Regions from separate parts of the Muntiacus reevesi genome. Here region 1 is linked to region 2. A link is a contact called in public Hi-C data. All regions are on one chromosome and are shown on one strand. Each heading gives the region's core, a stretch centred on a gene start, on an enhancer-like site or on the middle of the called end of the contact. The rest is flanking DNA. Distances are from core to core; before and after follow the strand shown.

What was found. Hi-C and Micro-C count contacts between places; a contact is called where the count stands out from the background.
Region 1: a contact with region 2 is called in a Hi-C map of muscle, with 6 times the contacts expected there. The contact joins the promoter of TMEM177 here to the promoter of TMEM185B in region 2. A contact is called at or near these places in 2 of 3 Hi-C or Micro-C datasets (blood and muscle).

The regions. Positions count from the first base shown.
Region 1 is chr3:201,804,155-201,808,825 of mMunRee1.1, forward strand. It overlaps TMEM177 (transmembrane protein 177), which reads right to left and starts at 2,363. Exons shown (of 2, transcript XM_065927812.1): 1 at 2,339-2,363; 2 at 1-654. The coding sequence starts at 633.
Region 2 is chr3:201,357,849-201,362,288 of mMunRee1.1, forward strand. It overlaps TMEM185B (transmembrane protein 185B), which reads left to right and starts at 3,173. Exons shown (of 1, transcript XM_065931372.1): 1 at 3,173-4,440. The coding sequence starts at 3,174. The coding sequence ends at 4,226. It overlaps RALB (RAS like proto-oncogene B), which reads right to left and starts at 2,970. Exons shown (of 6, transcript XM_065931377.1): 1 at 2,835-2,970.

The DNA.
Region 1 (4,671 bases), core at 1,113-3,612, 450 kb after region 2:
CGCCGCTGCTGCCACCAAGTTGAAGGCGGCCCGCAAGCTCATGGGGCCCCCGTAGAGCCCCAAGGCGTGCTTGGCCCCCACACTCAGCGCCCAGGTGCCCGCCAGGCAGGCTGGGGCTGGCAGGGCCTGCAGGGCGGCCGCCCCACTCTCCAGGTACACCACCTCCTTGGCCAAGGCGAACTTCTGGGCCTCGTGAGACAGGGTCAGGGCATCTCGCAGCCGGGCGCCCGCTGGGCTCCGCCAGTCCACGCGCTGCCCGTACACCACCACGGGCCGGTCAGTGCTGGTCACTGGGCCACCCAGGAAGCTGGCGGGGATGCCCACGATGGCCCCGCCAGGGAGTCTCGGGAAGCCGGCACTCACAGGCTGGAAGGTGAAGGTGGTGAAGGCCTCGAGGTGGTGGCCCGCGGGGATGCCAATGTCCTGCTGCACCTCCCGGAAGAGCCTCTCCAGTTCTGGGGACAGAGGCGCCGGCTGGCCCTGAGGCCAGTACTGGTACAACCACTGGACCACAGGATCCGGGAAGAGGTGGTACGAGATCTGGGCCCCGAACAGGCCTGCGCAGGAGCCCACCAACAGGCCCGTCCTGTGTCTCTGCACAAACACCGTGGCCAGCCACAGGGGACCTGCCATGAGGGCTGCCACCACTGTAACCTGGGCCAAGAGAAAGAGAAGTGAGCCAACAACTGCCGGGGTCGACCTGCAGACCAAACACCCCCGGGCCACATCCCCTTTAACTGAGGCAATACGCGCAGGAGCCGAGAAGTGGCCCCACTCTGACTCTGCGTCACCACTTACCAAATGTGCGCGTGACAATGGTCTACCAGGAGGGGGTCTGTGCTGAGTCAATAAACACACGCCACACGCGAAACAATCAGGGTCTGGCAAGGAGCAGACGCCCCTCGGCCAAGGCGAACTTCCGGGCAACCTGAGACAGGGGTCAGGGCATCTCTCAGCTGGGGGCCCGCTGAGCTCTGCCAGTCCACTCGCTGCCCGTAGACAACCACGGGCCTGTCAGTGTTGGCCACTGGGCCACCCAGGAAGCTGGGGGGATGATCATGACAGCCCCGCCAGGGAGTCTCGGGAAGCCATGGAATGGCTATAATTACAACTTTGATTCCCACGGCCAGGAACGGCCCCAAGCCACCCACCTCTCACCCCACTGCCATACTGAACACGAGCACTAATTTAAACACGAAACACATGGTCAGCTTATTCCATCCTTACTATATGCCCAACACAGTTCCAAGACCCTTACACATATTATTTAACAACTGAATCCTTACAACTCTGCGCCCTTATCATTATGATGTCCCTATTTTAAAGTGGTGAAACACGGAGGCACAGATAGGCCTCAACTAGTAACGTGGCAGAGCTATGGGCAGAACTATGTCCCTCCAAATTCATATGGTGAAGTCCTAACCTCCAGAAGGAGGAATGTGACTGTATTTAGAGATAGGCTCTTTCAAGAGGTAATTAAGTTAAAGCGAGGTCATTAGGATAACCCCTAATCCAATCCAGAGTGGGACATTCGGACACAGAAGGACTACGAGGACCCAGACCCGAAGGTGGCCATCTACAAGCCAGTGGGAGAGGCCTCAGCAGAAACCAGCCCTGCCAACACCTTGATCTTGGACCTCGGGCCTCCAGCATTTCAAGAAAACACATTTCTGCCACCCAGTTCTTGTCACTACAGCTCCAGCAGACAAATACTGGCCCAGTTTTGAACACACGTGTCCACAGCAAATTTTCCACTGTAGATTATTTTTTATGATAAATTATAAACACGCAGGAAAGTGGAAAAAATAGTATATTACAAACTAATTTCAATCTGTCAAGTCATGGCTAGCTTTGTTTCATCTCTACTCAAACGCATAATCCCGTCCAGCTAGTTTATTTCCAAACACAGTAGGGCCATACTATTATTTCATCCGAAAATGTTTCGGTAAAATTCACAATTGTTTAATTTAACTGCGCCTGAAGCTTACTGTCTTCCCGTCTGTTCAGTGTTCACTTAGCAAGTAAATTGCTGCAAACAAGAAGCCAGCGTATTCCTTGAGAGTCACGTCACTGCGCCTTTTCGCCAACGAGGCAACCAAAGCCAGGACAGGAAGGGTCCAAACGTAGGTCCTAGCTCCCCCAGGACCCCAGCACCAAGGCCGCGCGCCCCAGGGAGGCGTGGGAAGGGGTGCCGCGCATCCCGCAGGCGGCTGGGCGAAGAAGGACCGCAGGACCCTTGCTCCACGCGGGATCCCCTGGCTACGCCCACGGCTGGAACACACCGCCTAAGGAGCCCGCAGGGGTCCGCTGGTCTGCCCGCCACCCTCCGCGCGCTCACCTCCTCCGCCGCCGCGCCAGGTACGCCGAGCACGTGGGCGGGGCGGGGCCAGGCGCAAAGCACGCCGGCCGGCTCTGGGGGCGGGACAAAGCGGCGGGGCCCTAGGGGGCGGGGCTGAGGCGGCGACGCCCGCCCGCCGGCTTCGGGGGCGGGGCTCGGGGGCGGAGACAAAGGGGGCGGGCAGCTCGGGGGCGGAGACAAAGGGGGCGGGCAGCTCGGGGGCGGAGACAAAGGGGGCGGGCAGCTCGGGGGCGGGGCGCGGGGCGGGACCCTGGCTGATCCGCTCGAGCCGGGTCTCCCCGGCCAGTGAACTGCCTCGGGCGGCTGTCTGGGCCGTCCCTGTTTAGCACTGGAGAGACCGGCGTCAGGGCGTGGGTCAGGAGGCCTCTGGCGGGCCCTCTGTCGGAGCTCACGCCCCGTCCTCCCGCCAGGTCCCATCCTTTCCCATCCGGAAGCGCTCTGTGCTGGCGGGGCCTCGGCCCCAGCTCCTCCCAAGTGATCCGCACTGCACGGTCCGCGGAGCGGCGTCACACCTGTCAGCCCAGCTTCCCAGCAGCTGTGTGAGAGTTAGGGGTCAGCCTGCCGGGGCCCAGCCCATCCTTTACGCGTGTCTGTGGCTGCTGTCCCTTAGAAGGGCAGAGGGGAGTAGCCGGGTCAGAGACAGTCTGTCCAGAGCCTAAAACACTCATTATCTGGCCACTTGCAGAAGAGGTCTGCAGACCCTGAAGTACAGGTGGAGTTGTGGGAAATTTGCTGGTGATGGACCAAGCTTTGTAAAGTCACAGTGAAGTCTGAGAGGCCTGCGAGGGGTGGGTGATTGATTGGGACTAGATTAGAGGATGAACAGGATATGAATACAGGGATAAGCATCCATGATGGATAAAAGGGCCTCTCTGATGGTTGCTTTTTTTTTTCATTGTGGTGACATACACATATTTACCGTCTTGACCATTTTAAAGCATATAGTACAGTGGTGGTACAACCCTCACCACTGTCCACCTCCATAGCTTTTCATCTCATAATGCTGAAACTCTGTATCCATCAGAGAATAACTTCCATTCCCTTTTCCTCTGCTCTCTGGCATCCACCATTCTACATTCTGTCTCTATATTTTGACCACTAAGTATCTTCTGTAAGTGGAATCAGAACTTCCTTCTTTTTAAGGCTAAAGAATGTTGCACCCCGTGAATATGACATGTTTTGCTTATCCACTCACCTGTTGATGGGCACTTGGGTTGCTTCCGCATTTTTGCTGTTATGATCTTGCGACTGTGAACATGAGTGTACAAATATCTCTTGGAGACCCTGCTTTCAATTCTTTTGGGTAAATACACAGAAGTAGAATTGTTGCATAATATGTTCATTTCAAAGTTTTTGAGGATCTGGCATCCTGTTTTCCACAGAGGCTGTACCATTTTACATTCCTGCCAACAGTGCTCAAGCGTTCCTATCCTTCACATCTTTATCAATGTGTGTTATTTTCTGTTTTTTTGATAGTAGTCATTCTAGTATGTGTATGTGGTGGTATCTTGTAGTTTTGATATGCTTTTCCCTAGTGATTAGCAATTTTGAGCACCTTTTCATATGCTCCTTGGACATCTGTATATTTTCTTTGGAGAAAGAAAATATAAAGGTCTATTCAAAACCTTTGTCCATTTTTTAATTGGGTTGGGTTGTATGTGTGTGGTTGACTTTTAGGAGTTGTCACAGATATGTGATGCAAATATTTTCACCCATTCTGGGGGTTACCTTTTAAATCTGAGGATATTGTCTTTTGATGCACAATATTTTTAGTTTTCATAAATTCCAAATCTCCTATTTCTGTTTTGTTCTCCATGCCTTTTGTGTAATATCCAAAAAATTATTGCCAGAGCTAGTGTCATGAAGTTTTTGCCTTATGTTTCTTTTTAAGAGTTGTATAATTTTGGTCTTTGTTCCATTTTGAGTTAATTTTTGAATATGCTATTAGGTAAGGATCCATGTGGATAGACAGTTTTCTCAGCAACACTTGCTGAAAAGACTATTTTTCCCCATTGAATAGTCTGCACACCTTTGTCAAAAATCATTTGATCATATATGCCAGGGTTTATTTCTGGACTCTTTATTCTGTTCCATTATTATATGTGCTAAATCACTTCAGTTATGTCTGACTCTTTGCAACCCCATGGACTGTAGCCCACCAGGCTCCTCTGTCCTTAGAACTCTCCAGGCAAAAATACTGGAGTGGGTAGCCATTCCTTTCCCCAGGTGATCTTCCCAACCCAGATATTGAAGCCAGGTCTCCTGCATCACAGGTGGATTCTTTACCGTCTTAGCCACCAGGAAAACCCTCC
Region 2 (4,440 bases), core at 1,923-4,422:
GCAACAGAAGTGCTCTCCAGGGGTCCAAGCTCCAATCTCATGGAGAAAAAGATGGCCAAACAGTCTTTTCAAACCAGTGAAAGACGCCCCCCAGGAACTAAGCCCCTGAAGTGAAGGGAGGTCAGAGAAGGGTCATCAACCCACCAGAAGTCGAGAATGTTTTCCCGGGACGGAAGCCGTGCCTTGGGTCTTGGTAGCTCCGCAGGGAGGGAGGCTGGGGTAGTGGGCTGGCCCTGAACAGAAAACGCAGAGATCAGCACGGCAAGCTCTGAGGGAGGGCAGCAGCCTGGCAGGGGACCACAGGTGGGCCAGGGCAAGCTCGGGGGCCTCCCAGGCCAGCCGAGGATGCTGAGCAGCGCTGAGATCATGCGACAGAGACACACTGTAGGCCGCCGCCCAGAATCAGCATGACAGGCCTGCACTGGGGGACCAGGGCATTTACACCCTGGGGTGTCTGCCAGCCTCGAGATGGCTGGGTGGTCAGCACCTGGCACAGAACAAACAGCCTCTGTTAGCTTGAAGGGTCAACGTAAAGTCAGGGGGAGGTCCTTGAGACCCTAACCACATCAGGGAAAACAGCAAAGGAGAGGAGTCTTGTTCAGAACTGAGGGTCCAGGCCTGGGGGCCCAGGAAAGCTGGCTGCCGGGGCAGCAGACAGTAGCCTCTCTGTGGCTCCACCTCAAACCCATAAGCAGGCTCTGACCCCCTCAGGAGGGGGCAACAAGGACTCATTGGACCGTGAGGGGCCATCGTATGATCCCCCCTTCCTGGAGGGAGAGAACCAGGTGCCTGTCCTGAGGAGCTGCAGAGATGGGACAACATACTCCAAACTCCAACCTCTGCCACAAAGACAGTAAAGTATGGGACAATATACTCCGAACTCCAACCTCTGCCACAAAGACAGTAAAGTATGGGACAATATACTCCGAACTCCAACCTCTGCCACAAAGATGGTAAAGACAGATGACCCTGAGGTCACCTGGCTACAGGATTTCTGCCCATTCTAACAGGGTCCAGAAGACTTGGCCCGGCCACCGCCTCCCTGGGGGGCTGCCAGTCAGCCCCACCCGTAAAGGATTTACTTGCCCCAGTGTGGTAAATATTAGTGGCTTGCATTTCTCTAAATGCAAAGTGTTTTCCATGTATGGATTCATCTCAACCTCAAAATGGTCTTAAGTGCTATTATCAGCCCATTTTGTAGTCGGACTGGCAGAGGGGTTTTGAATTTTAAATTTTGTTTTAGCTGACAAATCCCTCCTTGAAAGGAAACAGTAAAAGAAAAACCAGGATGCAAAACAGATGGACTGGAGCCTGGGAGGAAGGGGTGAAGGGTGAACCTGGTGTCCACATAGTCAACAGTCTTCCCACAGTGACTCCCAAGGGGTCCTAACAAACAAGGGGCCCTGAGGACTGGAGTCTGAGATCAAGGCCCACTCAGCTGGAGTCCCTTGCCTGAGGACCACCCAACTGGCCTGGCTGAGGGGAGGGTGGTGAAGCTGTGGGAGAGCTTTGAGAGATGGGACTGTCCACCCCTCACCAGGCTTCACCAACTTGGAAGCGGACTGGGGAAGGCTGGCTCCTGAATCTGGACCATGGCCCCCTCTTTTCTCTCCGGAACCCCTTCCTTGGGAGACCCCACATCAGCCAAGTCCCATTGACTGGCTCAGAGCCCAGCACTTGAATGTGGCAGATTCTACGGGAGCTGGAGGGCAGGAAGGGCGAGCAGCCAGGGCTCTGGAGAGGGAGCATGAGGAAGGCAGGGAGGGGCCTCCAGCGTCGGCGCAGCTGGCAAGAGGGGGTCCTGGACACCACCACGGCCGGCCCCCAACTTACAGCCCAGGACCCCTGAGGACAAGACAGCACAAGTCCTGCCCAGGTTTCTCAGCGGCTGGGTGGCAGGACCAGAACTGGAAGCCAGATTTCTTGACCTCTGGCTCCAGCCCCTGGCCCCAGCAGTATCTGCGAGAATCAGACTAAGGCAGGACCAGACAAGTCAAACGAGGATGAGGGACTCAATCGGAGTCTCCATTCTGCTCTAAGCTGCCGGATGACCAGCGGCAGGAAGCACCTGCTTGTCGCAACTTTGCCAACGGACCCTGAAGGGTCTAGTGCCCTTCCAGCGCCCACCCTCCACCTCCGGGTTGAGCCACCCCGGCACCCTGCCTCGGCCACCTAATAGACGGCCGGAGAACGGCCGGCCGCCCGCCCGGTGCGGTCCAGCCCCGGAAGCCGCCCGTTCCAGGCACAACCCGGGCGCTGATCGCACACACGAGCGTCTCTCCGCGCAGGCACAAGCCCACCGCCTCCCGCGCGCGCACACACCCGCCCTGTGCATTCAGCCAGCGGCGCCCACGCCCGCGCCCACAAACTCCCACACTCCCCGGCCCCCGCCCAGCTCGCTCCCACGCCGTCCGCCATCAGCGCAGCGGGCGCCCAAGCCTCCCCGCCGGCGCCTGAGCCCCCGGGTGGGCTGCGGGCAGAGGTGGGGCACCCGCGGCAGGCCGCGCCTGCCACCCTCCGGTCCCGCCCCCTGGGCTGAGCCCCGCCCCCGGGCTGAGCCCCGCCCCCGGGCTGAGCCCCGCCCCCGGGCTGAGCCCCGCCCCCCGGACTGAGCCCCGCCCCTGGGCTGAGCCCTGCCCCCGGGCTGAGCCCCGCCCCCTACCGCCCCTCGGCCCCGCCCCCGGCTCGGCCGGAGGATGTGAGCTCACTCCCGCCTCCCTCCTCCCGACGCCGCCAGGAAGCGGCCGCCCGAGGTCGCCGCCCGCTCGCTAGCAACGGACCGGCCAGGGAGTCACCAGCGCGCCAGGAACCCGGCCAGAACCCTCTGCCCGTACCCTTCCCGCGCCAAACGCAGTAGCTGCTTTCCAAATGGGTACAGCGTGAAGGCGGGCGGCGGGGCTGCCGCTAGCCCCGCTCACGGACGCCCCGCGCCGCCCGGCCTCTCGGGTCGCGGGGAGAGCGCCGGCGCGGGCGCCCCGCCCACCGCGCTTCCGGCCAGGCCACGTGACCGCGCGCGCACGTGTTTCGGCCTCTAGGTGCCGCCGGCCGGAAGCCGGTCCCGGCCGGCGCCCGGCCGCTGTCCACCCAGAGCGGGCCGGGGCTAGCCGGCAAGGCGGCGGGTCCGGGACCGGCGCAGAGGCGGCGCCCGCCCGAAGGCAGGCAGCGGCCTGGCCATGAACCCCAGGGGCCTGTTCCAGGACTTCAACCCGAGTAAGTTCCTCATCTACGCTTGCCTGCTGCTCTTCTCCGTGCTGCTGCCCCTGCGACTGGACGGCGTCATCCAGTGGAGCTGCTGGGCCGTGTTCGCCCCCATCTGGTTGTGGAAGCTTCTGGTCCTCGCGGGCGCCTCTGTCGGCGCGGGCGTTTGGGCGCGAAACCCGCGCTACCGCACGGAGGGGGAGGCCTGTGTGGAGTTCAAGGCCATGCTGATCGCCGTGGGCATCCACCTGCTGCTGCTCATGTTCGAGCTCCTGGTCTGCGACCGGGTGGAGCGGGGGACCCACTTCTGGCTGCTGGTCTTCATGCCGCTCTTCTTTGTGTCCCCCGTGTCCGTGGCCGCCTGCGTTTGGGGCTTCCGACACGACCGGTCCCTGGAGCTGGAGATCCTGTGCTCCGTCAACATCCTGCAGTTCATCTTCATCGCCCTGAGGCTGGACCGGATCATCCACTGGCCGTGGCTGGTGGTGTTCGTGCCGCTGTGGATCCTCATGTCGTTCCTTTGCCTGGTGGTCCTCTATTACATCGTCTGGTCCCTCCTGTTCCTGCGCTCCCTGGATGTGGTTGCTGAGCAGCGAAGAACCCACGTGACCATGGCCATCTGCTGGGTAACGATCGTGGTGCCCCTGCTCATTTTCGAGGTTCTGCTGGTGCACAGGCTGGATGGACACAACATGTTCTCCTACATCTCCATATTCGTCCCCCTTTGGCTCTCATTAATCACACTTATGGCCACAACGTTTAGGCGAAAAGGGGGCAACCATTGGTGGTTTGGTATTCGCAGAGATTTCTGTCAGTTTCTGCTTGAAATTTTCCCATTTTTAAGAGAATATGGGAACATTTCCTATGATCTACATCATGAAGACAGTGAAGATGCTGAAGAAACGTCGGCTTCAGAAGCTCCTAAAATGCCTCCAATGTTTGGAAAGAAGGCCAGGGTGGTGGTAACACAGAGCCCTGGGAAATATGTCCCCCCACCCCCCAAGTTAAATATTGACATGCCTGATTAAACCTCTTCTGGGGAGTGCCCACCAGTGGAAGAGAAGTCATATACACACAAAATCCACCTTCCTTTGGCCTCTTGGCCCATCCATGCCAAATCTGGAACTGAAAACAGGCTTCAAAACATCATTTCATGCTTTGAAATTGCTGCCTATCAGTGACTCATCAGTATTCACCAGAGATGCAGGAGGTTCTTTTACTGTGTAGGTGTGTGTGCGCACG